7 separate regions of the Mus musculus genome follow, and all the other regions are linked to region 1. Evidence: chromatin contacts called from public ChIA-PET, HiChIP or PLAC-seq and promoter capture Hi-C data. All regions are on one chromosome and are shown on one strand. The core of a region is the stretch at or near the end of the contact, and the rest is flanking DNA. Distances in the headings are between cores, read along the strand shown.

What was found. Promoter capture Hi-C pulls out the DNA fragments that hold promoters and counts their contacts. HiChIP or PLAC-seq counts read pairs in DNA pulled down with a chosen protein or histone mark. ChIA-PET counts read pairs in DNA pulled down with a chosen protein or histone mark.
Region 2: a contact with region 1 is called in an H3K4me3 HiChIP or PLAC-seq map of stem cell-derived neural progenitor cells, with 19 read pairs. The contact joins the enhancer-like site here to the promoter of Zdhhc6 in region 1. A contact is called at or near these places in 2 of 39 promoter capture datasets (embryonic stem cells and liver), 9 of 115 datasets of contacts at active chromatin or transcription factors (differentiating embryonic stem cells, embryonic basal ganglia, embryonic forebrain and 5 more) and 2 of 9 other capture datasets (adipose tissue and pancreatic islet).
Region 3: a promoter capture Hi-C map of the SN4741 cell line shows a contact between it and region 1, with 2.8 times the contacts expected there. The contact joins the enhancer-like site here to the promoter of Zdhhc6 in region 1. A contact is called at or near these places in 4 of 39 promoter capture datasets (the 3T3-L1 cell line, the SN4741 cell line, embryonic stem cells and 1 more), 1 of 15 datasets of contacts at CTCF or cohesin (the NIH/3T3 cell line) and 5 of 115 datasets of contacts at active chromatin or transcription factors (embryonic forebrain, embryonic stem cells, large pre-B cells and 2 more).
Region 4: a CTCF HiChIP or PLAC-seq map of the NIH/3T3 cell line shows a contact between it and region 1, with 7 read pairs. The contact joins the enhancer-like site here to the promoter of Zdhhc6 in region 1. A contact is called at or near these places in 10 of 39 promoter capture datasets (the 3T3-L1 cell line, the C10 cell line, cranial neural crest and 5 more), 1 of 15 datasets of contacts at CTCF or cohesin (the NIH/3T3 cell line), 2 of 484 Hi-C or Micro-C datasets (bone marrow-derived macrophages and muscle stem cells), 13 of 115 datasets of contacts at active chromatin or transcription factors (the 230-238 cell line, the NIH/3T3 cell line, acute myeloid leukemia and 10 more) and 3 of 9 other capture datasets (adipose tissue, liver and pancreatic islet).
Region 5: an H3K4me3 HiChIP or PLAC-seq map of bone marrow-derived macrophages shows a contact between it and region 1, with 4 times the contacts expected there. The contact joins the enhancer-like site here to the promoter of Zdhhc6 in region 1. A contact is called at or near these places in 2 of 39 promoter capture datasets (the 3T3-L1 cell line and embryonic stem cells), 1 of 484 Hi-C or Micro-C datasets (bone marrow-derived macrophages), 8 of 115 datasets of contacts at active chromatin or transcription factors (acute myeloid leukemia, bone marrow-derived macrophages, embryonic basal ganglia and 5 more) and 3 of 9 other capture datasets (adipose tissue, embryonic stem cells and liver).
Region 6: a contact with region 1 is called in an H3K4me3 HiChIP or PLAC-seq map of embryonic basal ganglia, with 8 times the contacts expected there. The contact joins the enhancer-like site here to the promoter of Zdhhc6 in region 1. A contact is called at or near these places in 11 of 39 promoter capture datasets (the 3T3-L1 cell line, the C10 cell line, the SN4741 cell line and 8 more), 3 of 15 datasets of contacts at CTCF or cohesin (the NIH/3T3 cell line, embryonic stem cells and large pre-B cells), 1 of 484 Hi-C or Micro-C datasets (bone marrow-derived macrophages), 21 of 115 datasets of contacts at active chromatin or transcription factors (the 230-238 cell line, the NIH/3T3 cell line, T-cell acute lymphoblastic leukemia and 15 more) and 3 of 9 other capture datasets (embryonic stem cells, liver and macrophages).
Region 7: an RNA polymerase II ChIA-PET map of memory CD8 T cells shows a contact between it and region 1, with 9 read pairs. The contact joins the enhancer-like site here to the promoter of Zdhhc6 in region 1. A contact is called at or near these places in 3 of 39 promoter capture datasets (embryonic stem cells, pre-B cells and stem cell-derived epiblast-like cells), 1 of 484 Hi-C or Micro-C datasets (bone marrow-derived macrophages), 11 of 115 datasets of contacts at active chromatin or transcription factors (bone marrow-derived macrophages, differentiating embryonic stem cells, embryonic basal ganglia and 7 more) and 4 of 9 other capture datasets (adipose tissue, embryonic stem cells, liver and 1 more).

Annotation. Positions count from the first base shown.
Region 1 is chr19:55,314,638-55,317,535 of GRCm38.p6, reverse strand. Zdhhc6 (zinc finger, DHHC domain containing 6) reads left to right here and starts at 1,500. Exons shown (of 11, transcript NM_025883.4): 1 at 1,500-1,740; 2 at 2,764-2,898. Vti1a (vesicle transport through interaction with t-SNAREs 1A) reads right to left here and starts at 1,479. Exons shown (of 8, transcript NM_016862.4): 1 at 992-1,479. The coding sequence starts at 1,085.
Region 2 is chr19:55,932,526-55,935,720 of GRCm38.p6, reverse strand. It overlaps Tcf7l2 (transcription factor 7 like 2, T cell specific, HMG box), which reads right to left. Exons shown (of 15, transcript NM_001331146.1): 15 at 2,066-3,195. Among named protein-coding and RNA genes, the nearest start is that of Gm52391, 4.0 kb to the left of the region's middle. Within about 2 kb of position 1,355, at least 8 of the 459 cell types and tissues checked have an H3K27ac peak or open chromatin away from gene starts, as enhancers often do. A contact at or near this core is called in stem cell-derived neural progenitor cells, where this site is marked.
Region 3 is chr19:56,021,005-56,024,218 of GRCm38.p6, reverse strand. No RefSeq gene overlaps it. Among named protein-coding and RNA genes, the nearest start is that of Gm4470, 55 kb to the left of the region's middle. Within about 2 kb of position 1,693, at least 61 of the 459 cell types and tissues checked have an H3K27ac peak or open chromatin away from gene starts, as enhancers often do. A contact at or near this core is called in the NIH/3T3 cell line and the SN4741 cell line, where this site is marked.
Region 4 is chr19:55,875,005-55,878,186 of GRCm38.p6, reverse strand. All of the region lies in intron 5 of Tcf7l2 (transcription factor 7 like 2, T cell specific, HMG box), which reads right to left. Among named protein-coding and RNA genes, the nearest start is that of Gm52391, 62 kb to the left of the region's middle. Within about 2 kb of position 1,481, at least 104 of the 459 cell types and tissues checked have an H3K27ac peak or open chromatin away from gene starts, as enhancers often do. A contact at or near this core is called in the NIH/3T3 cell line, adipose tissue, embryonic limb bud and 2 more, where this site is marked.
Region 5 is chr19:56,067,865-56,071,053 of GRCm38.p6, reverse strand. No RefSeq gene overlaps it. Among named protein-coding and RNA genes, the nearest start is that of Gm4470, 8.5 kb to the left of the region's middle. Within about 2 kb of position 1,588, at least 42 of the 459 cell types and tissues checked have an H3K27ac peak or open chromatin away from gene starts, as enhancers often do. A contact at or near this core is called in bone marrow-derived macrophages, where this site is marked.
Region 6 is chr19:56,219,547-56,222,390 of GRCm38.p6, reverse strand. No RefSeq gene overlaps it. Among named protein-coding and RNA genes, the nearest start is that of Gm32028, 43 kb to the right of the region's middle. Within about 2 kb of position 1,475, at least 24 of the 459 cell types and tissues checked have an H3K27ac peak or open chromatin away from gene starts, as enhancers often do. A contact at or near this core is called in embryonic basal ganglia, where this site is marked.
Region 7 is chr19:55,915,021-55,918,150 of GRCm38.p6, reverse strand. Tcf7l2 (transcription factor 7 like 2, T cell specific, HMG box) reads right to left here. Exons shown (of 15, transcript NM_001331146.1): 9 at 672-797. Among named protein-coding and RNA genes, the nearest start is that of Gm52391, 22 kb to the left of the region's middle. Within about 2 kb of position 1,735, at least 45 of the 459 cell types and tissues checked have an H3K27ac peak or open chromatin away from gene starts, as enhancers often do. A contact at or near this core is called in liver and memory CD8 T cells, where this site is marked.

The sequences.
Region 1 (2,898 bases), core at 251-2,750:
ATAAATAAATAAAACTCACAATTTGTCTGTTACTAACTACTCAAATTAAATCTGTACTTAAAGAAAAAATCCTAAAACACTATCTTATAAGTCACAAAGTATTATATAACAATCCCTTGCTTATTCACAAAAAAAAAAAAAAAAAATCTGAGCCCTTAGAAAAGAAATGTCAAGAAAATCAGACAAGGCTCCCACCTTCCCACTGTTGACAACCTAGCATGCAGGGTAATACCTGGAGGATGCTGAATTGTAAAAGTGAGCAAAGTTGTCCTGTACGAAGTTTCATATAAAACTGGGTTATAGATACCCAAGAAAGATGAGAATCACAGAATCAGGGCAGAGGTCTGAAAAATAGGAATCCTAACAAGAGCTAAGACACAGGGCTTCACAGCTGCGTATCAGTTAATCTTCACAACCGCCCTGAGAGAGGTACGAGTCTCTCGAACCAAGAAGGAAGTTTTGAAGGATAACGAAAACTTGCCTAGGAGACAACTTCTAAGTGGCAAGGGTTAGACTTGAATTCAGGCATCCTAGCTCGTCATTCTAGTGTGCCACGAATAAGGATAACAGAATTATTGACTAAAACGACAACGCTGCTGCTGCATTTACAGATCCACAATCTTGATACTTTCACACAGTTCCTTTGAATACTCATATTTTACAAAAGATAAAAAAAGATAGAAAAAAAAAAAGAAAAGGAAAAAAGAAGAAATCAAGATGCAGAGCAATGTTTCCAAGGCTATACAAGCTTTTAAAAAGCGGTGGGGTAGGAAACAGGCGCCACCCCCCCAAAATGGTTTCCACGCAGAAGGTGCTTTGCATTTGAAGCACATTTAATGCCAATCACAACCTACTACCCAGAACGCACCCCTCCCCGGGCCGCCAGCACCACCCACAGCAGCCTCGCGCCAGCGAGCCCCGCGTGCCCAGGCGGCGTTCCGCGGCCCCCGGCTCTCCAGGCCGCCCCCGCCCGGCCGGGCAGGGTACTCACCGGGAGGGAGCCGAGGGACCCTTGCAATCTTGCTGGTGATCTCAGCAGTGAGCACTGCGAAGTCCTGCTCGTACCCTTCGAAGTCGGAAGACATGGCAGCTCGGGCACGGCCGGCCGGAGCCGGGTTCTAGCGCTCAGAGCGGGACTCGCCAAGGGCGCCCGGCCTCGGCGCAGGGACCCTGTGAAGAAGTCTCCACAGCACAGCGGGAACCGGGAACAACTCCCAGCCCTGCCGCTTCCTGGTTGCTCTACGCAGTCCTTGTCCTCCGGAAACTGCGCTGCCTGCGCCTTTTCCTTTCCACCCAAATCTTCGAACGTAAAACTAAAGAAAAAGTTCACTTTCGGTGACCCCTAAAAAAAAAAAAAGACTACGAAAGCCCACATGCTCTCGGGTATCACAGAATACACGTCCCCCACACTGCAGCTCCAGAGAAACGGCTGGAGCGCCCCCAAACTCTAAGTTGCAGGCGCGGGCTTTCCGAGGGAAGATTGACGCCGCGCACCGACCGGAAGTGGCTGTGGCGGAGCTTGCGCCGAGGACCCGAGCGGGAGGCTCACGGCGGCCGCGTGAACCAGAGACGCGCGGGTCCGAGTTCCCCGCGCAGGTCTCGCCGTCAGGGTTCGCATTCGGCTTGCTCAGACTGAAGCGCTCATGACAGAGCTATAAGGAGGAGAAAATCTGTTCCGCTGAGCCCGGGCCGTCCCGGAAATGCGATGGCTGTGGAGCGGGCACCGGAGACCAGACTGAGGTGGGAGTCACCGCAGGGGGTGCAACCCGCTTACGAGGCGGTCTTCGCCTCGACCTAGTCGACCCAGCATCTCCAAAATATCGAGCCCAGACCTCGCTTAATAAGACGTTTGTCCTGTGAGTGAAGATCCCAGAGCATCCCGCACCACTACATGGGCGGGAAACTGAGGCAGGCACCGACCGGGCTGGCGCATCTGCTCCGTGGGAATCCGTTACGCATACGTCATACCCATGTGTCATAGGTCTTTTCCCGGCTCATTTCACTCCATTCAGAACTCAGGTCTACAACTATTCCCCGTGCGTGCCTTCTTCCCTTCTCCCTCGGCCCCGGAGGGAATTATCCCCCCCCCCCCGCCCGCTTAAATCCACTCTGTGCTCGTTCTCGTGCACTGCTTCAGTTGTGATTTTTCGCGCACACACATGCGGCCTTCTCGTTTTAATCTCACCCTTCTTCCTGTACCTTTAACCCCGATCGATTGCTAATGTTGGCGCTTGGGAGAACAAGTGCCCAGTTATTAATACACAAAGTATTATATGCGTAGAGCATGTCACAGTTAATTCACAACTCGTTGGGAGGCAGTTTAGAACGTCCTAAAAAAGAAGTTTGGTGCTTCTATTCTGGACTTAGCTGTTACTTGTGACCTTGGTCGGTCGATATAATCACAGTCTCTCTAAGCCAGTTTCTGTTCTAGGAAGAATTAGATACGTGATAATTAGATAAGACCCTGCTTCTCAGCTCCCTAAGTCTTTGTTCTCTCTAACGATCCACTAAGCTAGGAGTAGTCGATCCTTTCTGGCACTTTGAACAGAAGAGGAAAACTGTTTAATATGTCCGGTTTTCGTGCACTTCAAGCTCGGACTGTATTCTGGATAGGTCCAAAGTAATTATTTTTGTTCTCGATAAGAGGTGAACTCCACACTAGTGTGCTTTCGAGGTGCTGAGTCAAGTGCTCCTTGGAGTTAAATATTAAATAAATGGCATATGGACTTTCTAAACGGAGTTTTCCCATCTTGTTTTCTTTAGGCTGTGTTTCAAATCAACCTATATTCTCCTGTGAGATACAGAGTTCTGGAGGCCACAACTGAAAATGACATACCCCACCTCAGTGACCCTTCAGCCAAAGGCATGACAGCTCAGGCACACACATGGACTTGTTGC
Region 2 (3,195 bases), core at 106-2,605, 620 kb before region 1:
ACAGCCCTGCCCAAAAGACCTGGGAAGATCCCCTAATAAAAAAGCAGGTATAGATGACCCCAACTTTGAATTTAACAAAAGATCTACCTCAGGGTGTCTAATGAAAGGAAAGGCACTGCCCTTTTTCCTGATGTCTGCAAGGGGCACTCTACACTATAGTCCAGCTTGACAAAGGGCTAAGGTCACCACCAACACCCTTGACATTGTAGGACTACACACAGAGAAAGACGCACTACACAGTCCCTATCTTGCTTCCCACACAAACACCAGTCAAGCTGGACAGTGCCTCTTTCTTCCTTTTAACAAAGACACATGGGTACCTAGTTGGTGCCCAGGACCGACCCTTGTACACAGCGTTGAACAAGGGATAACTTGCCAAAAAAAAAAAAAAATGGTTTCCAGGTGGAGTGATTTTGGCTCCCAGGATATTTAGGGATGTCTAGAATAGTTTTGGTTGTCAGGAGGTAGAGGACAGGGTACGTGCATCTGTAGGGTAGGAGCCTGGAAACTTCTGGAAGGTCCTTGCAAGTAAGAATGCACCACTCCGGAATTGACTCAGCCAAGCATAGTCAATGCTGTGCCCTGAGCCTCCAGAGGAGACAGTGCACCCTGTGGAAGTGGTTAGGGAGCTACAGGGAGGGGACTGGGGGGCTCCAAGAGCACAGAGGAAAAGCATCACAGGTTCTGGCCACGGGAGAGTGCTCTCTGGAGGGAGACCAGAGGTTTGAGGAGGAGCTCCCAGCAAGAACAGCAATGCTTTGGGGGAACTCTTGAGAGCTGGATTTCCTGAGAGCGAGCAGGTGATCAAGGTTGACGTAGGCTGAGGCAGAGGCAGAGGCAAGTAAGGCCTGTCCTATCCTATCCACCAGAGAAGAGCCATCTCTAACATGGGAAGGCTTAACTTGATGTTGAGAACATGGCTCGAAGCCAGGTCTCCACTGAAGTCCCTCCAATTCCCCCTTCTACCAACTATGGCCTTGGACAAGATTACATTGTATTTCTCAATCCATTGTTATAAATAAAGCTAATGCCAGCAGGGGTGACTTCTTTCAGTGGTGGTAGGATTAATGAGAAAATGCACGGGGACAGCTTGGCACACAGCCACCAGAAGCACAGTGCTCTTATTTCTATTCTCAAAGGTCAGTCTGGGGCCTGTGTACAGAATACAGTAGGGAAGGCTGATCAGAAATACTCTTACAACGTACAAAGCACAACAAAACAAAATACAGAAAGTACACAGACCCACAGCTAGCCCAAGCGAGGCAGAGCTCTGGAAAGTTCTTGACCCAACATCATAGTAATCTTAAGTGACAGTCACACAAAGGGTTCTGGGATGCGTAAAATGTCTACCCTCAGAAGGCGCAGCTGTCCTAGACATGTGGACAATAAAAATTCCATCCAATGGACATTGAGAAGAGACACCCAATGACCACAGGAAGATCTTCACTGCGACCCTCCTCAGTGATAGGGATAAACTTGAAGTTATTCCAGTAGATAACCTGTAGCATAGGTCTCCAGAACAGCAGGACCCTTCTAATGCAGAGCTCTGTGAATCCTCTCCCCTCCATGCACAGCTGTGAGTCCCCTCCCCTCCATGCACACAGCTCAGTGAGTGGGATGCCAGTTTTCTGAAAAGCTGCTCGCTCAGTGATTGCTAGATACATCCCTGCCTTCTTCCCACAGGGAATGTCTAGAGAACAGTCAGGGCATACTCACACTCACCATCCTTAAGTGGTACCCACTCAGTTCTTTAAATCCACTCAGGGTGAACTAAATCAGTTTTTAAAATCAAATTCTGTCTCACACTGCACAACAGGCTGTATGAGTGAGAAATGGCCAGGCAAGCAGTGTCTGTTCAGTTATTGTGACACAGTGGGGTATAAAGAAGACACCCTAGGGTCCCTTTGTACACAGGACACTTCACCACAATGAAACACCCACCACTACATGCTACCCACACCACCTCAAGCCCTAACCTGGAAGGGAATGCACCCCTCCAGAGAAAGTCCAGTGTCCGGTAAGACACTCCCACCCCCAAGTCACAGAAGCAAGCGGCCAGCCTTTCTGCACATACTAAGTTGCTTTTATTAATCCAGAACGGCAGGCATGCTACAGGTACTGTACAGCATGGACATTTAATTCATTACAAAATGGCTTCAAAACCATTCAAAAAAATGAACTTGGAATAAGCATCGAACAGAACAGCAACACCACAACTGTTAGGGAGACATTCAAAGTATTCACAAAAAAAAAAAAAGAAAAGAAAATGTTATAGTTAGCATTTTAATAAACCAGAGAAAACCGGAGACAGTTTTACAATCGCTTCATGTCAACTACGATGGCACTGAAGGAACAGGTCTCAGCTTTATACAGCATTTTACAACATCGGCATGCCTAGGTTTTCTTGTTTTTAAAGGTCACTACCTACTTGTATGTAATATGCATACATAAAAGCGGCAGCTGGGGTTTTTTTTTTTCTTTTTTTCTTTTTCATTTAAGAGTAATCTAATATACAGGATTTTTTTTGGCCCTTAAGGGTTTAGACCTCTTCATTTAAAATGCTTTCTGGACAGTCTGCTACCAAACACATTTTGTTATAGGTGACATTAAAACTACATACAAATCTATCTATGTAACATCACAGCAAAACATGGCGAACAGAAAGTACAGCATCAAAAAGGAGGGAGAAAGCTAAAGTCACTGAGAATTTTGGCACATAAAAGTTTTGCACACGGTCAGTCCATGTTCTAAGAGCACAGGGCAGTTGACTAGGAGGTCAAGGGGGAAACGGGGCAGTTCCCACGGCTGCTCAGACGGCTGCTCAGACCCTCTCGCTAATGTTCAAGTCTTGTTTTACAGAATGGCTTTTAAAGCAAGTTTTGTTAATGCTACTGATCCTTAATGCGAATGTCAATGTCCATTTGGTGGCATCTGGGTTTTATACAGAAACAAACAAACGAACGAACGAACGTACGCCAAAAAAAAAAAAAAAAGGAAACAAAAAAATATATACACATTTTATATATAAACTTAAAAACCTTGTACAAATGAGTTGTTATATATAAGATGCTTACGCTAAGGTTGGGGGGGACTTTACACAGTTTCAAAAAAAAGGGAAAACATATTTAAAATTGGACGGACATACAGGTACAGCAAGCAACCTCTAAAGCAATAAATACTACTGGTCCAACAGTG
Region 3 (3,214 bases), core at 444-2,943, 710 kb before region 1:
TGTATCGGGGGTTAGGACCATCCACTGAAGACACAGGTAGTCTCTCTCTCTCTCTCTCTCTCTCTCTCTCTCTCTCTCTCTCTCTCTCTCTACCCTCCCTCCCTCCCTTCCTCCTTCCCTTCTACCCTCCCCTTCCCTCTTTCTCCCTTAGCAGACAATTGCAAATAGCTTCTCAACCGGGGGTAGGACTTCATGAGCCCTTCCTGCCCTATAGGTGGCTAGTGCTATGTTAAACGCCATGACCAAAAGAAACTTGGGAAGAAAGAGTGTATGTTTCCATGCAACTCTTGGGTCACAGTCCACCACTGAGGGAAGTCAGAGCAGGAACTCAAGGCAGGAACCTGGAGGAAGAAAATGAAGCAGAGACCATGGAGCAACGCTGCTTACTGGCTCACACTCACCATGGCTTTTCCAGTCGGCTCCCTTATATGACCAAAGACTTTCTTCCCAGGGGATGGCACCACCCACAGTGGGCTGGGACCTACCACATCAATTGTCAATCAAGAAAATATCATACAGGCCAATCTGATGCAGGCATTTTCCCAGATGACTCTAGTTTCTGTCAAGTTATCACAAACCTAAGCAGGACCTTCCTGGCCAATGCTGCCATTCTGGCTAGCTTGATCTGGCTCAGTCCTGACAGCTATGAGCTCCAATATGCAACAGTGCTGCTGGGTCTGGCAGGTTTTGTTTCACTGTTGACTTAAACTGCTCTAGTCACTGTGGAAATCAGTGTAGAGGTTCCTCAAAAGCTAGAAACTTCTTAGATATGCAGGGAGCTTAAATGGTGTTATCGTGTAATAGGGGGCAATGCTGAAATAAAAGGCCAAGCGTTGGGCGTGGGTCAGCTACTTTCCTGATGTCAGTCAGTGGAGTCCTTTAGATTCCCCTGCAAACACAACACGCTGTTGCCATTGCTCTTGGATACCCTTCCCTTGGTGGGAAGAGCCTATTGCTGAAGACCCCACATACTTGAATAATAGGACATAGAGAAATTAAACTGGTACCAACTGGAAGGTTCAACCCTACAGACCTTCTTTACTGAGTATGAAACCCAGCTGGAGTAAAATCTAACATCTCAGCCTCAACGCTTAGCTCTTCTACCGGGAGGACTGTCTATCCTTTGCCCAGCATGGATCTACCATGACTTCGTTGACCGTATTTGGGTCATTTACAAATCCATTCACTAATGGAGAGACAAGGCAGAGGCAGCCCTTGGGAATGATCTAGACTGGAGAGCCCAATAGACAACACTCAGCAGACAGTAGTGGTAATCACAGCCACACTTTGCCTCGGTCCAAGGACAGCATTGGGCAGCAAAATGCTCCCTTCACTCTCCACAGCTTCTGCGGTTATTGCTGCCACTGGTGACCAACTGTAGTCCTCATTCCGCACTGCCAACTCAGATCTGAAAGCTGTGGAAGTCTCCAGCCCAGGCAGCCTTGCTCTCCTTTTCTGGAGCCCACACCACATTATCTAAACGTTTTCATCATCTTCTGCTGCTGCTTCCAGCTCCCTCCTCTCAAGCCTGCCTCATCTGTCATCAGTGCTGGTTTCTTCCTCATCCTAAGGTATAAGAACATGAGGTGCCCAGATGTATGGTGTTTACATCACACAGAACATGAGGCCCTGCTGCTGGCTCCCTGCTCATCCCTGGCTCCTTCCTTGAAGCAGTCCAGGCCTGTGATGATTGCTACAAGCCAAATGGTCACGGACAAGCCGAGTCATTATGCTGCCTCCTCCCCTTGACTCACCGCAGGCCTGACTGCCTCGCATATCTGGTTTCCTCATCAGAAAGAAGCCTGAGCTTTCTGCGCCTTTTGATTGACTGTTAAATGAAAGCCAGGCCCTTGTGTTTGGTGTGGGGTTTTTTGTTTGTTTGGTTTTCCATAGGATGTCATGCTTAATTCATCTCTGGCTGGTCTCCATGGACCAGCCATGACACTTGGCACCTTCTTCTCTTTGTCTCTGGGTTCTCTTCCTGTGTCCCAGCCCCATCTTAGGGAGAAGCATTCTGCCCTCTGAGGCTCACCAAATACCTCCTGTCTATACATGAACTTGAGCCAACATTGCAAACTATCCAGAGGCCAGAGATTTGAGAAATAATGACAATGCCTGTTCAAAATGGTTCGACGCTCCTGAGCAAGACAGCAAAATTGCAGATATGAACCAAAGAAAGGGGAACACAGGACTTTCATTTGCAAGTGGCCCCTTCCCCAGCCGCAGAATGCACTGCTAGCGTAGCGGTTACTGTAGCTCACTAACTTGGCAACCATCACATGCGGTCATTCCCAAAGCCCTTTCACATCCACCGCTCATTTTATCTTCAGCAGCCATATGAATGGGGATGGCTGAGAGGCTGCTCTTACTTAATCTGTTGTGCACGTGGCATGTCCACTTTGAGGGGGTGGCCTCCATGGAGAACCTTTGGGAATGAAATCCCATGTGTGCTTCCCAAGTCTTCCAGACTCAGACACAGGAAGAGCAGGCAGGAGGTCCAGGCAACAATACCCACCTCATGCTTCTGCTGGGTGCACCTTCTCAAGACGCAGACAAGATCCACTGGGACCTGGCACATCCTTTGACATCTGACCCATCTGAGTTACAGGATAGCCCCGCTGTGCAGCTGAATACACCAAATCAAGATGAGGAAGTGTAGATCGATGGCCAGTGGGTCAAAATAGCAACGCATTCCTGCATAGACATATTTATCTGCCTTGCCTCTTGCATGAAGGAGGATTTTCTCCTCTGCACACTTCTGCCAATGACTTCCAGGAAGAATTAAAATGGTGTGACCCTTGACCTGTTCCTCTGTTGCTCCAGAAGAGTAGAAACAGACCATTGTCATATACTATGTCATATACCATTGTCATATACTATGTCATATACCATTGTCATATACTATGGTTATGGGCTGGAGCTGAGAGACTCACAGAATCTCTCTTAAACTCTGAAGTTTGGGTTTTTAGCTTCCTTCAAGTCTGTAGGGAAATACCTGAGGTTCTCTCTAGAAAAGGGACCTTAAGAGCAATGAAGGCAGCATGAGCCACATTTGGATATGAACAACAAAGTGGGATAAATGGGATTTGTATGAGTTGCCCATCTGTGCAATGGGTGGATATCAGAAACACCTATTCTCAGCCATGGTCAAGGTTCTTGAAAAGACTAAATAAAAGCACATGTGTGAAGAAACCCAACAGGATGCCAGTCAGAG
Region 4 (3,182 bases), core at 232-2,731, 560 kb before region 1:
TTAATACAGATAAACCATCAATAGCCTATCTGCCTTTTGATTTTTAAATAAACAAAGGCTGAATGCTGTAATTAAGATCAGAAGTCCTCTGAAGGCCATATGGCCAAAGGGGAGCCGAATGTAAAGCCACCAGCAGGAATCAGGGAGTTTTTCGACTCCTAAGGAGGAAGAAGGGATTTTTAACAAATGTTTTCTCCCCTGGGACCTGGAGGACAAGTGACCTCCCTGCAGAAATGAGGTCTGGGGATCAAGACAGGAAAAAAAAAAAGGTACAATCTAGGTAGGAGCAGGAAAGGACCTGGTAAGCTGATGTTTGTAGGAAATACCACATGCATCCTGCAGGGGGCACACTGTGGCGTGTCCAGCCTAAGAGGACCTTGCCTGGCTTTTCTGAGGCCTGGTGCTTAGGGGACAATCCAACCCTGCAAATGCTGTGCAGTCGGCACAGTGGCTGGGCACACTGATGCCCGGGGGTCCCCAGAGTCTACTCCGTAATGCTTGGGAAACAATGACATCTCTATACCCACAATGGTCTCAGTGTGGGCCCCTCCTCCCACAATGGCCCCTTTCAATCCCCCACCATGAGCAATTGCCCCAAGTTTAACAGCCTGTGTTAGGGGGGCACCAGGCACAAAAGGAGGTGCTTCCAGGTTCAGTGAACATTTTACATCCATTCATCAGGGAAAAGACAAAAGCGACTCCCCACTTCACCTCAGGCAGGGCATCTACCCTACCAAAGAGCAACCTTTGTGTGACTGGGGGGCGGGGGGTGTCAGGGAACGCACTGTTTAAGGATGGTTGTGCAAACATGCTTTTGGATTATTTTTGTCTCCAACTAAAGGCATCTACATAAAAATGGGGTCCTTTTGTCACATAGGAAGGACCAAGCTGGACTTTGCGGGGGGGGGGGGGGGGGGGCAAAAGGCGTAAAAGCGTCCAAATAAAGATGGAAAAGGCTAGAGGCGGGGGCTCTAAATTACACTCTGGAATCTTTATTAGGAAAGTGGGCCATGTTTTCCTTTCCTTTACATTTTTATTGGGATTCACTGCGACTTTTATTACAGAATCTAGTGTTGGCTTTGTATACTGGCTTTAATTACTGAGTACCCTGCCAGCCACTCTTGACCAACACAGGCTGCTATGGGAAGCTTTCTCAGGACCCAAGCCTGCCTCTCCTCCTTGCAAGAGGAATCTGTTGGTGTCTTGACTCCACCAGTCAACAGTCAGTATTGCACTAGTTGATGAATGAGGCCTCAACTTAGTTGGTTACTTGAGTTACTTTGGGGACAGCTACAGAGCATACAAAGTGCTAATATTTGAAATAGTCTAAGTCATCCTTCCCTCTCAGAGTGACACCCACCCACCCCTTTACCCTGCCAAGCTGGATTAGTCATACTAAACATAGTCTGCTCCCAACCAACTCTTCAAGCTTTGGCAAGCAGGGCCCAGCTGACATTCCCGGCCCAGTTTAACATTACATAATGAGGACTTCTCTCTCCTTGTGGGCCACAAGTCAAAACAAACTTGCTGAACTCAACCCAGGGCATCAGCCTGCTTCCTGGTTACAAGACACGGGACTCTTAAGAGCAGAGTAGAGCTGTAAAAACCACCAGTGAACTCCAACGTGGTCAACAGCCTCTCAGCCAACTTGGTGATCTCTCTCCTACTTCCTCTCCCTGATGCTGGGGGTGAAAACTGTTCCAAAGAGTCCTTTTTCAGATCTCTGAGATGTTAACAAATCCCAGAAAGCATCACCCTAAAAGAATTCCCAAACACTAGGCCTTGGGGAAAGACAGAAGCAAGAACAAACTAATGTCCATCTCGTATAAATGGTAAGGGTGTGGTTTCTGTAGCCTGAAGCTCACAGCAATGCTCCTGTTTCAGCCTCCTGGGTGCTGGCCTTACAGGCATGAGGCAGCCTGTATGATAGGTTCAGCTAAGTGTTGCTAAAAGCACAGTCGTTGCTTGCAAGATTTCTAGTATTCCTTATGGAAAAGTCCTAGGCTCCTGCTTCCCGGTCTCCTTTCAGCAGAAATGCTTGGATTAAAATCCTCATGAGCATGGAAGCCCCTGAGGATCCCGGGCACCCAAGAAAAGTCATGATTTCCAGAGAGAAATATGTGACTTCACACCAGACACTGGATTCCACACATTTATCCACAGAGGACTTTTGGCTTCTGCACAGAACTTGGGTACTACTGAATGACATTCGAGTGTGCGGAGAACTGGGAGTGGCCGGGTCGGGTGGGAAGAGACGAGCAGGAAGGTGGATTTCTGCTGTGGGATGCTATGTGACCTGGTAACAAAGCCTGGGAGTCTTACAGCCCATTTGCTCTATCTGGGTCTCAGTTTTCAAAGTTTAGAAAGAGGCTGACAGAGTAGGGTCCTGTTGTGAGTCACCACTTAGCAATCTCCAGCGACTACTGTGAACAAGTTAAAATTACTCTGGCTATGGTTATCCACTCAAAAGCCTGTGCTTTTAGGTCACTGGCCCATTCCCTTGTCTTGAGTTATTTTATCATCTTTTCCTAGGAGTCCAGGCCCAACAAATCGCACACCAAACCTGTTGGGTAACATTCAATTTAGTACTATCTCTCTGCTATCTGTTTATGCACAGGGCAGGCCCTGATCGTCTCCCCGAAGCATCTTTTCTCTTTTAATCCTGGAGACAACATTTTTTTAAGTGACTGAGAATAGTTATTACAAAACCGATGACTAAGGCCTCATAGATAGCCCTCCCTGATGTGATTGGATCCTTGTGACCAATCACCTCCAATCCCCTGCTTTCTAAGAGCATATGAGGCCAGAATGCTCTGCTTACCACCTCATAGGTCTGCTTCTGATAGGCAGGTATGCGCCTGGATCAGTGTGGGCTAAGAGGGGAGGAGCAAAGATTTGGTGTTAAAGAGGCAAGAGTGGACATGGAGTCAGAAACCACTAGATTGGGAAGGTGGTTCAGTAAGACCGGGGCCAAAAGAACCATGGTTGCTGCAGAAGTGTAGATTTGGAGAGGCAGAGAAATGGGCCTTGTGGTAACCAGACTCTGTTCAGAACCATTGTCCTGATAATTCCCAAAAACCTGAAGGGGAGCTTGCTCGCTCACTTCAATGCAGCTTTGTCTGGCAGCTTCACCACCAAAACTACTCACACTGAGCCAGTTCACACTAAGCCAGTTCACACTG
Region 5 (3,189 bases), core at 339-2,838, 750 kb before region 1:
CTCTTGGAGGAAACCCCAGGATCTCTGGATTTCTGACATCTTCTTCCTCTGAGTCCCTTGGTGATTCAGAGGGTGGCACCTGGCACAAGGTGGGGTCGTTGTGACTCTTTAACAGACGTGCCATCCTGAGAGGGACCACAGGAGCATGAGATTACTCTAAGCCGAGCCCAGAAGGAAGGGGGCTGAGTGGGAACAGGAAGACCAAACGCAGGACTGACTTGAGGGGACCTACAGTCGCCTACGGAAAGCAAACCCAAGGCTGGGAGGACGAAGAGAAGCAGAGCAGCTCATTGTGTTAGTTTCATTGTGTCAGCTGTTTCTTTTTCTCAGAGCTGTGGTAAACTACTTGATGATACAACCCAAGGAAGGAAGGATTTAGTTTGGATCACGGCTTGCAGGTACAACCCACCGTGGCAGGGAGGCACCGCAGGAGGAAGGCGAGAGTGTGCATCCCATCGCGTCTATAATCAGAAGGCAAATGCGTGATTAGCTCATCATGGTCTGCTCACACTCGCCCCACACTCATGAATGACAAAAGGGAGCTTTCGTATTTCAAAATTTCAAAAAGATGTTACAGCTAGAGATCAAACCCACCCTCCTCTCCCTCTCCTCCTTTTCAAAAACCTCTCGAGTCTGCTCTGTGCTGCCTGTATACCCGTGGCTATAGGAGGAGGGATTGATAAATCCCTCCATACTGACTCTTCAGGAAATGAAGTTAGCTGGATCACCTATGCCGTAACAGTAACACGCACACCACACGTGACCTGAGAGTTTCTCGTTTTGATTTGACTTCCGGGAGTGCAGAACCAAGTTTGCAGCTTTTTAAATCACAAATACCATTGCATTTATATTCTGATTTTTAAAATTCCATTATTCTCCCTTCTACTTATTCTCACCATAGTTCACACTTGATAACACTAATTAATGTTTGCCCTAGTCTGTCTCTCTCTCTCTCTCTCTCTCTCTCTCTCTCTCTCTCTCTCTCACACACACACACACACACACACACACACACACACACACACACACACAAACACACAATTTGGGGCCCATCCTATGCCACAGCATGCGTCTATGTGTGGGTCAGAGAGCAGTGCACAGGAGTTAAAGTTGGTCCTCTCCTTCTATCATGCAGGTCCCAAGGATTGAACTCAGGTCAGCTCAGCTTGAACGTGGCAGGGAGTGCTTTTACCTGCTGAGCCATCTCACTAGCCCTGTGTGTCCCCCCCCCCCCAATTTCTTTTTTTTTTTTTTTTTTTTTTTTTTGGTTTTTCGAGACAGGGTTTCTCTGTATAGTCTTGGCTGTCCTGGAACTCACTTTGTAGACCAGGCTGGCCTCGAACTCAGAAATCCACCTGTCTCTGCCTCCCAAGTGCTGGGATTAAAGGCATGCGCCACCACCACCCGGCCCAATTTCACTGGTGACTTTAGTTCAAATACATGTCATGGGTACTTTCAGCTGGAACTCACTCACATTCATTCTGAAGGGACAGCGTTTCCCGGACAATAGGAATTCCTGTCTCTTAGAAGAGGAAGTCAGGCATAAGAAGCCACTTGTCCAGAATCATCAGAGGAATAAGAGGTCAAGCTTGCCGTTGACAGCCTGGCTCGGAGCCTTTGTTCTGCCTTACTGTGCTGTTGGCCTTGCTAGGTTAGAATAAGCCAGCAGCAGACGAATGTATAAATGCACGCGAGCACACACACACACACACACACACACACACACACACACACACCTTACACGTGTCCACCTACACACCATCAACTCTACAGAGGCAAATTATTGGGGCTCTTGCTCCCTGCTGTTTCTTTTGACTTGAAATTCAGCAGAGACAGCATGGGCATGCCATCCAAAGTACATCTGGGGCAAAAAAAAAAAATAGTAGTCCAGAGGAGGAAGAGAGAGCTGTTTGCAAATGCGGAAGGATGTGCTGTGCCCCTGCCACCCCACCCCCCAACCCTCACAGGGCTGCTTCCTACTCCTCAGCACAGCTTTCCCCCATACATGATGCCACTGACATTGTTGTGTAGTGGAGGAACGATCTGTCTAGATGCCCTCTGCAGCCCCGTGGCTAAGAGCCAGCTCTACGAGGGAAGAGCCAGGGGCCAGAAGCGGTGTTACATCGATCGAGCCGTGCTAGTATGGGCTCAGAAGTCAATATCTGCTTGACATGCTGCGAAGTGTCCTCGAGCACGCCGGGAGTCCAACTCAAAAAAAAAAAAGTGTGTGTGTGTTTTTTACTTGTAGTTGATAAAATAAGATGGGGGGTGGGGTGAGGGGAGACAAGATGCGGAGATACCCAGCAGTATTCGAAGCTCTTCACTTATTTTCAAGTAGTAGCACTTTGGATCTTTTCATAAGAGTTCTGGAGCACTGGGGCTGCAGAGATGGCTCACAGGATGAGAGCACTTCCTGCGCTTCCAGAGTTTGGTTCCCAGAACCTGCAACTTAGGACAGCTCACGTCTGCCTGCAGCTCAGTCCAGCTCCGGGGCATCTGATGGCTTCCTTTGCCTTTTTTTTCAGGCACGTGCACACATGTGTTTCACATTCACATGGACATAAACACGTATGTATAAATAAGAACAAAATATTCTAAAGTTCTACTGTCCTGATGGGGCTAGGACTTCCAGTGAGTCTGCCTGTGTACCTTGTGAAGCCCTTGTGGGTAGTGCTGCACTCGCTGGCTGCGGTCTGTTGGGGAATGTGCATTTCCTGTGTTTTGGGGGAAATCCGTAGCTATCCGATATCAAGCCAGTTTCCCTTCCCTCCCTGTATCCTATAATATAGAAGAATGCCTGCATTGATCTGGGCTTATTTCTACGTTCGTCTGACTCTATCATTTTCTCTTGCCTCCCTTTGGTACCTACTGGGGGAGGGGGGGAGTGAGCCCCCTGAACCCACTTTCTGGTTGTTTGGTTGGCTCTGCTCTCCCTGGGTCTCTGGCTCACCTGGGTCTTAGAGCATAGATCCTTCTCCTTCCAGGTTTCACATTTGCAGGTTGCAGTTGCTGATTGGCTACATTTGCAGGTTGCAGTTGCTGATTGGCCACGAACGCAAGCTATATCCTCCACCCCAGAGCATGAAAAAGATGATATTTTCCCCTCTACCTGACTCCCGGATCCGTGTGGCCATCTGTGTCAAACTATGTTGGCAACAAGGATCTGTGGGGGCCATACATGTCCAGCCC
Region 6 (2,844 bases), core at 226-2,725, 900 kb before region 1:
AGGGTTTCAGTCTGTGAGTCCAGCCAGTAGTGCACATGCCCTGCAAATGCTAGTTAGGCAGGGGCACGCTTGCTCCAGGGTAACCTGAGAGCCATGCCTCTGGGACTGATGGAGCCTCTACTGCAGACCCAGCGGGAAGTAGCTCTGTCCCTGCAACCCCGACTGATGATTCCAGTGAAAACACATAGTAGCTTCATGCTGGTCTGTAGCTGGTGGTTCTTAAATTCTAAGTATTTGAGTTACTGAGGCAGGGGGACTGCAAGTTGAAAGCCTGAGCAACTTAAGGATACCTTGTTTTAAAAATAAATCTATAAAGGCTTTTAAATGATGGTGGGGGGTGTGATAAGGCTCAGTGGTGATTGCCAGCTTGTATAAGAGCCTGGGTTCAAGGCCCAGTGCCCCCAAAATAAATGGTAAAGATATTGGAAAGGGATTGGACACTTTCTACAAAGCAGACAGATGGGCCGGCTGGCTGGTGCTTCCAGGTTAGAACTCCTGAGTGTGGGGAAAGGAGATCTTTTCATCTTTCCTCTGAAGCTCCGTGTTCCAGGAGGTAGACTACCAGCCCACGGATATGGTCAGTTACTCGCCTCACCCTGTTTTCTTACTGCAAAATTAATCTGGCCTATGAACTCCTCGGCCGGCATTGGGAAAAGTGAGGTTGGGAAAGCAAAGCACAAACCCAGACCCGAATCTTCAAGGTTGCAGACGCAAAGATTATTATTATATATTTTTAATGTGTTTGGTAATGCTCTAGAATGGTTGAGAAGGCTAAAACCGCATGAATAACGAACGGTTCTCAGCCACTCTGGGGCATTCAGGGTAGCATTAGTCAGTGTGGTATGGGCTGGCCACACGGTAGGTGAGGTCCGGTGCTAGGGTCTGTTTAAGGGCTGGATTTGACTCTCTACCTGCAGCTCTGAGTTTGAGCTCCAAGCCTCCTCTGGGCTTTATCCCCTTAGATGTAGACAATAGCTCTGCTGGGCTCTGTGAAGAACCAAATCCTAAGGGGAAAGTGACCGTGTGAGCAGGCAAGCTGAACCCTGACGCCAGGATGAGAGAAAGAGCATCCCACAAGCAACAGGCCACAGGGTCACCAAGCACCGAATCTCATGTGGCCACACCACAGAAAGAACACCTTGCACACAGTCCCCAGTTCCAGGCTAGCAGCTGTAGCAACCCAGGTAGCCCTTCTGAGCGCTGGTCTCCTCTGCTCTCTGTGCACCTCCACAGCACAGCCATGTCGGGAATGTCAATCAGAGAAAGGCCAAAACAACAACGCAACAAAACAAAAAGCCAGGCTCGGCTCCCCAGCCTGTGATTGAGCCCTCAAGGGTTGCCTGCTAATCACCACAGAGGGAGAGAAGTTCCCGAGCCCACGCCAACCCCACTGCTCGAGTGCAGACACAGAAGTGCCTCCCCACAAGCACACTGGATCCTCTCGCTTTGTTCCCTAGAGCTCAGACTCCAGGGCTGCTCGGAAAGATCTGGGAGCTTGCAGAGCATTGTGGGTACTGGCATGCAAATGAGGAGCACAACCAAGCCGTCCCACATTGCTTCAGAGGACTTGAATTTTTTATGGTCTGTATGCGCTTTTTGATGTTTTCATTGTCTCCCAGCATAACTGATATGCATTCCGACTCTGACAACCAGGAGTGGTGGTGGGGGTTTTTCTTTCTTCTTTTTCTTTCCTAGGAGCTGGTCGTCTATACCTCAAAAAATTATGTATGTATATTATAAGGAAACAAAACAGCAGCAGCAACAGTAGCAACAGAAAACCTACTCCAACGTATGGAGGCTACCTCACTTACAGGAGCACAATCTAGAAAGAAGGAAACTGGAGGTAGTGGGCCTGGTTCTTAACGTAATGGCGGTCAGTGGGGAAGAATCCTTCCTTATCCCCACCTCTTCACATGTCTGCACTTGCTTAGTAAAGTTGGACACACAGAGAGAAAGACACATAGATACATGCACAGAGACACATACAGAATCACACTGACACACACACAGAGACACATACACACACAGACACACACAGATACACACACAGACACCCACAGACACACGTACAGATACACACAGAGACACATATAGCCAAACACAGAGTCATACAGAAACACATTTAGACACACACAGACACATACAGACACACACAGATACACATGGACACACATACACACAGAGAGACACATAATAGACACATGCACAGACATACAGAAACACATAAAGACACACAGACACATACAAAAACACAGACATACAGAAACATATAGACACACAGACACATACAAACACACAGGGACACACACAGAGACACACACACAGACACATAGACATACAGAGACACACAGACATACAGAGACACATATAGATACAGACACACAGACATACAGAGATACATATAGACACACACAGAGACATACAGAAACACATACAGACACACAGACACATACAAATGCACAGACATACAGAAATACATATAGATATACAGACACATACAAACACACAAGACACACACAGAGACACACACAGATACACACACAGACACACACACAGACACATATAGACACACACAGAAACACATATTGACACAGACACATACAGACACACATGGACACACACACACAGAGACACATACAGACACACACAGAGACACACATACAGACACATACACAGAGAGACACATACAGACACACCCTGATGGAGTAAACTTTTGCAGTCATTTGTTCTTTCAAGATCCATCACCATGCTGCTAAATATCTCAGGGGCAGAGGTATTTCTGGTTTGGCTGCAGAAAAAATTTGCTGGCCATGTCACCAGGAAGGTATCTTTGAGAGCTGCCAG
Region 7 (3,130 bases), core at 486-2,985, 600 kb before region 1:
TTCTCTAGCTTCTCCATTGGGGGCTCTGTGTCCAGTGTCAGTTTCAATCACTGGAAAGAGAGGCCCATTGGACACGCAAACTTTATATGCCCCAGTACAGGGGAACGCCAGGGCCAAAAAGGGGAAGTGGGTGGGTAGGGGAGTGGGGGTGGGTGGGTATGGGGGACTTTTGGTATAGCATTGGAAATGTAAATGAGCTAAATACCTAATAAAAAATGGAAAAAAAAAGTTCTTTTTCACTTTCAGTCTCCTCCACCCTCCGCCCCCAAGATCATGCACCAACAGTTGGAAGGGGAGGCAGGGCTGCTGAGATTTTCTGAAATCACTTCCTCCTGCTTCTCAAACGGTCACTTTCCCAGTTCAAGGTGATGGACCCAGCTTCTCAGGGTTCTGTCTCACTTGCTGAACCAAGCAAGCCCCCAGTGTTTCATCCCAGGGTTAGCAGAGAGTGACTGCCATCCCCAGTCCACTCAAGCACACGCCACAGAGATCTCTGAAGCAGCAGCGCGACAATCAGAGAGACCTGCTAGAGAGCATTTCCTCCGGATGGACCAGATGCTCCCTAGGAGCAAAGCAAGGAGAGGCTGGCCAGCCAGCCAGCAAACGGCGGCCATGGTGGCAGCTCATCACACAGGCCACAGATCACGATGAAACAACGTGGTAACACTTACGAGCTGTGGAGTGAGCCGACGTCACTCTGGGAGGATTCCTGCTTGACTGTCGGTGTGACGATGGCCGGGTGAGGGATGCCGGTCGTGTGCAGAGTGTGATGGGGAGGGACCATATGGGGAGGGAACCTAGAGGACAGAAAGCTGTGTAAATTGTCAGAATCAAAATGAATGAATGAGGAGGGATGTGTACACACTACTTTAAAAAAAAAAAAAGCGCAGTAACATTCACATGAAAGCAACCCAAGGCATATGAAACCTGTCAGCATTAATTAGTGATAAATTAAACATAATGATTCTCATAATGTCATTAAAGCCAGTCTTCCCCTTCATTATTGCTACTGACATGAGACATTACTATTTTTAACATCTTTAGCAAAAGACAAATTCAACGGATGTACTTGGGTGGAAAAGTAGGCTTGGACGGCCAGCCAGAAATCACACATCCATTTGGATTTTGAGTCATAACCTGCAGCACCTTAAAGACGGTGATTCCCTGCGCCCTGATCAGCGCTAGAAGAACAGGTGATATCTTTTGTTGTATATTGACAGCTAAATAAAATATTAATGTGGTTGAAATGTACATACATGTCTTTGACGGTGTTCTGAATGTCTCATTAGGCCTCATTCTGGTGATGCAGAGCAATCCAATTTTTATTCTTTCTTTTGTTACTGTGCCCACCGTTTGAGCATGGTATGAGAGAGTGAATGAAGCAGAGAGGGAAATATTCTTCTAGAGAGTCCTGTGCCACTCTCATCTTACGTCACGGGCGTTTGAATATGTGTGCATTCATTTTTTAGAAAAATGGAGACACACACACACACACACACTGAAGCACTGAATTCTGACTTACACGCCCTTTCTCAGTAAGTAATATTCTTACTGTTGCCTAGTAGGTTATTTGTGCCTCATTCAAAAGCCTTATAAATGATAAAAATTGTAATCGTAGGAAAAACAATCAGGAGTTAACAGCGCCTCTAACAGCACGCACTTCTGGGAAAGCTCCCCATTACACACTTCAGTCCTTGAAATGGCATTTCCCAACACACAATTTTGCCAGGACACAAAAGCTGATCTTTAAACCCACTGTTGCAAGAAGAGACTATCAGCTAGCTACACAGGACAAACAGCTGTCACATCTCATGATATGTTTGGTTTGTATGGTAGGAAGAGACCTCCTCAATTGAAGAAGCACACAGTGTGTACAAAAATAGGGCAAAGGAGGAGAAGGACAGATTGCTCAGGTGAGGCAAATCCAGGCTGGATTGAGGCAATGGCTGCCCTTCTAATAAGGCTAAAACCAGAAGAGGACAGCCACCACCCAGGGGCCAGTGCAGACCAGCATCCTGCTCTTGAGAAATGAGTTCTGGGAGTTCTAGGAGAGGGGTTTCAGTGAAATGTCATCACAGTGAGGATTTCAAAGGGTTCTTGTTTTTATTTACAAAGTTCCTCTGTAAGTGGATCAGAGAAACAAATAATATAAAAATGTTCGTTTGAAAAGGTATTTCAAAAAAAAACTTGAAGAATGAATAGGCTCAGTGTATCTTAACAGAGACAAATATATCCACAGAGAACACTCAGAAATCCCACCCTCTGGCCACCTCTGCAGACTTAAGGCAGAACTGGAGTTTGAAAACAATGACATGATTTAATAGGAATCAGAGAGGTTGGGGGTGCGAGGGGGAGGGGGAGAGAAAACCAACATCCTGGCCCCCCAAATACTGAAAAAAGGACGTAAACCCTTAAGCTCTGATGTCACATCCGTTCCTCCCACTGCTCCCAGCCCACAGAGCAAAAGCCACTTAAGAACAGAAGTCACCGGAAGCCCTTGAATGAAGGGCGGGTAGAGAGAAGCTTTTTACGATCAAAGTCTCAAATACATACATTTCCTTTTCCTGCAGTATAAGAATGTGTGTACAAACACATGAAGGAGAGAAAGACAAAAAAAAAAAACCCATGTGGGCACGTATGATCTCTGTATACATACAAACAGGAGGCAGGCAACAAGACTGGAGCTCATTTTGGGGTGGAGGCAGACCTGAGTACCACGGTAAAGAATGCACGCTCTCGAGTCCCTTGACCTCCACACGTTGATGCACGTGGAAAAGGCACAACAGCTGTACATCTTCACACAAGATGCATGCACCTTCACCCACGAACCCCCTTTCTGCAGACAACTGCCTCATAAAACACCCTCAAAAAAATTCTAAGCAGCTCATTATACACCCCTGTCTGCTTTTATGGCTGGAAGCCAGAATATAATGATGAATCTAAACTTGTTAAGGACAACTAATTTTTGTTTCTGGCTGTCTCAGGGGCCTCTCTCATGCTCACTCTCACTTTGCCTCACTGTTGACACGTTTCTGTGAGCGGCACGTCATCTGCCGGCCTTGATTTTATGCACAGGCCGTGGGATGCATTTTCCCCGTGTAGCCGTCCTGCTTTGAGTCGCGTGCGGATC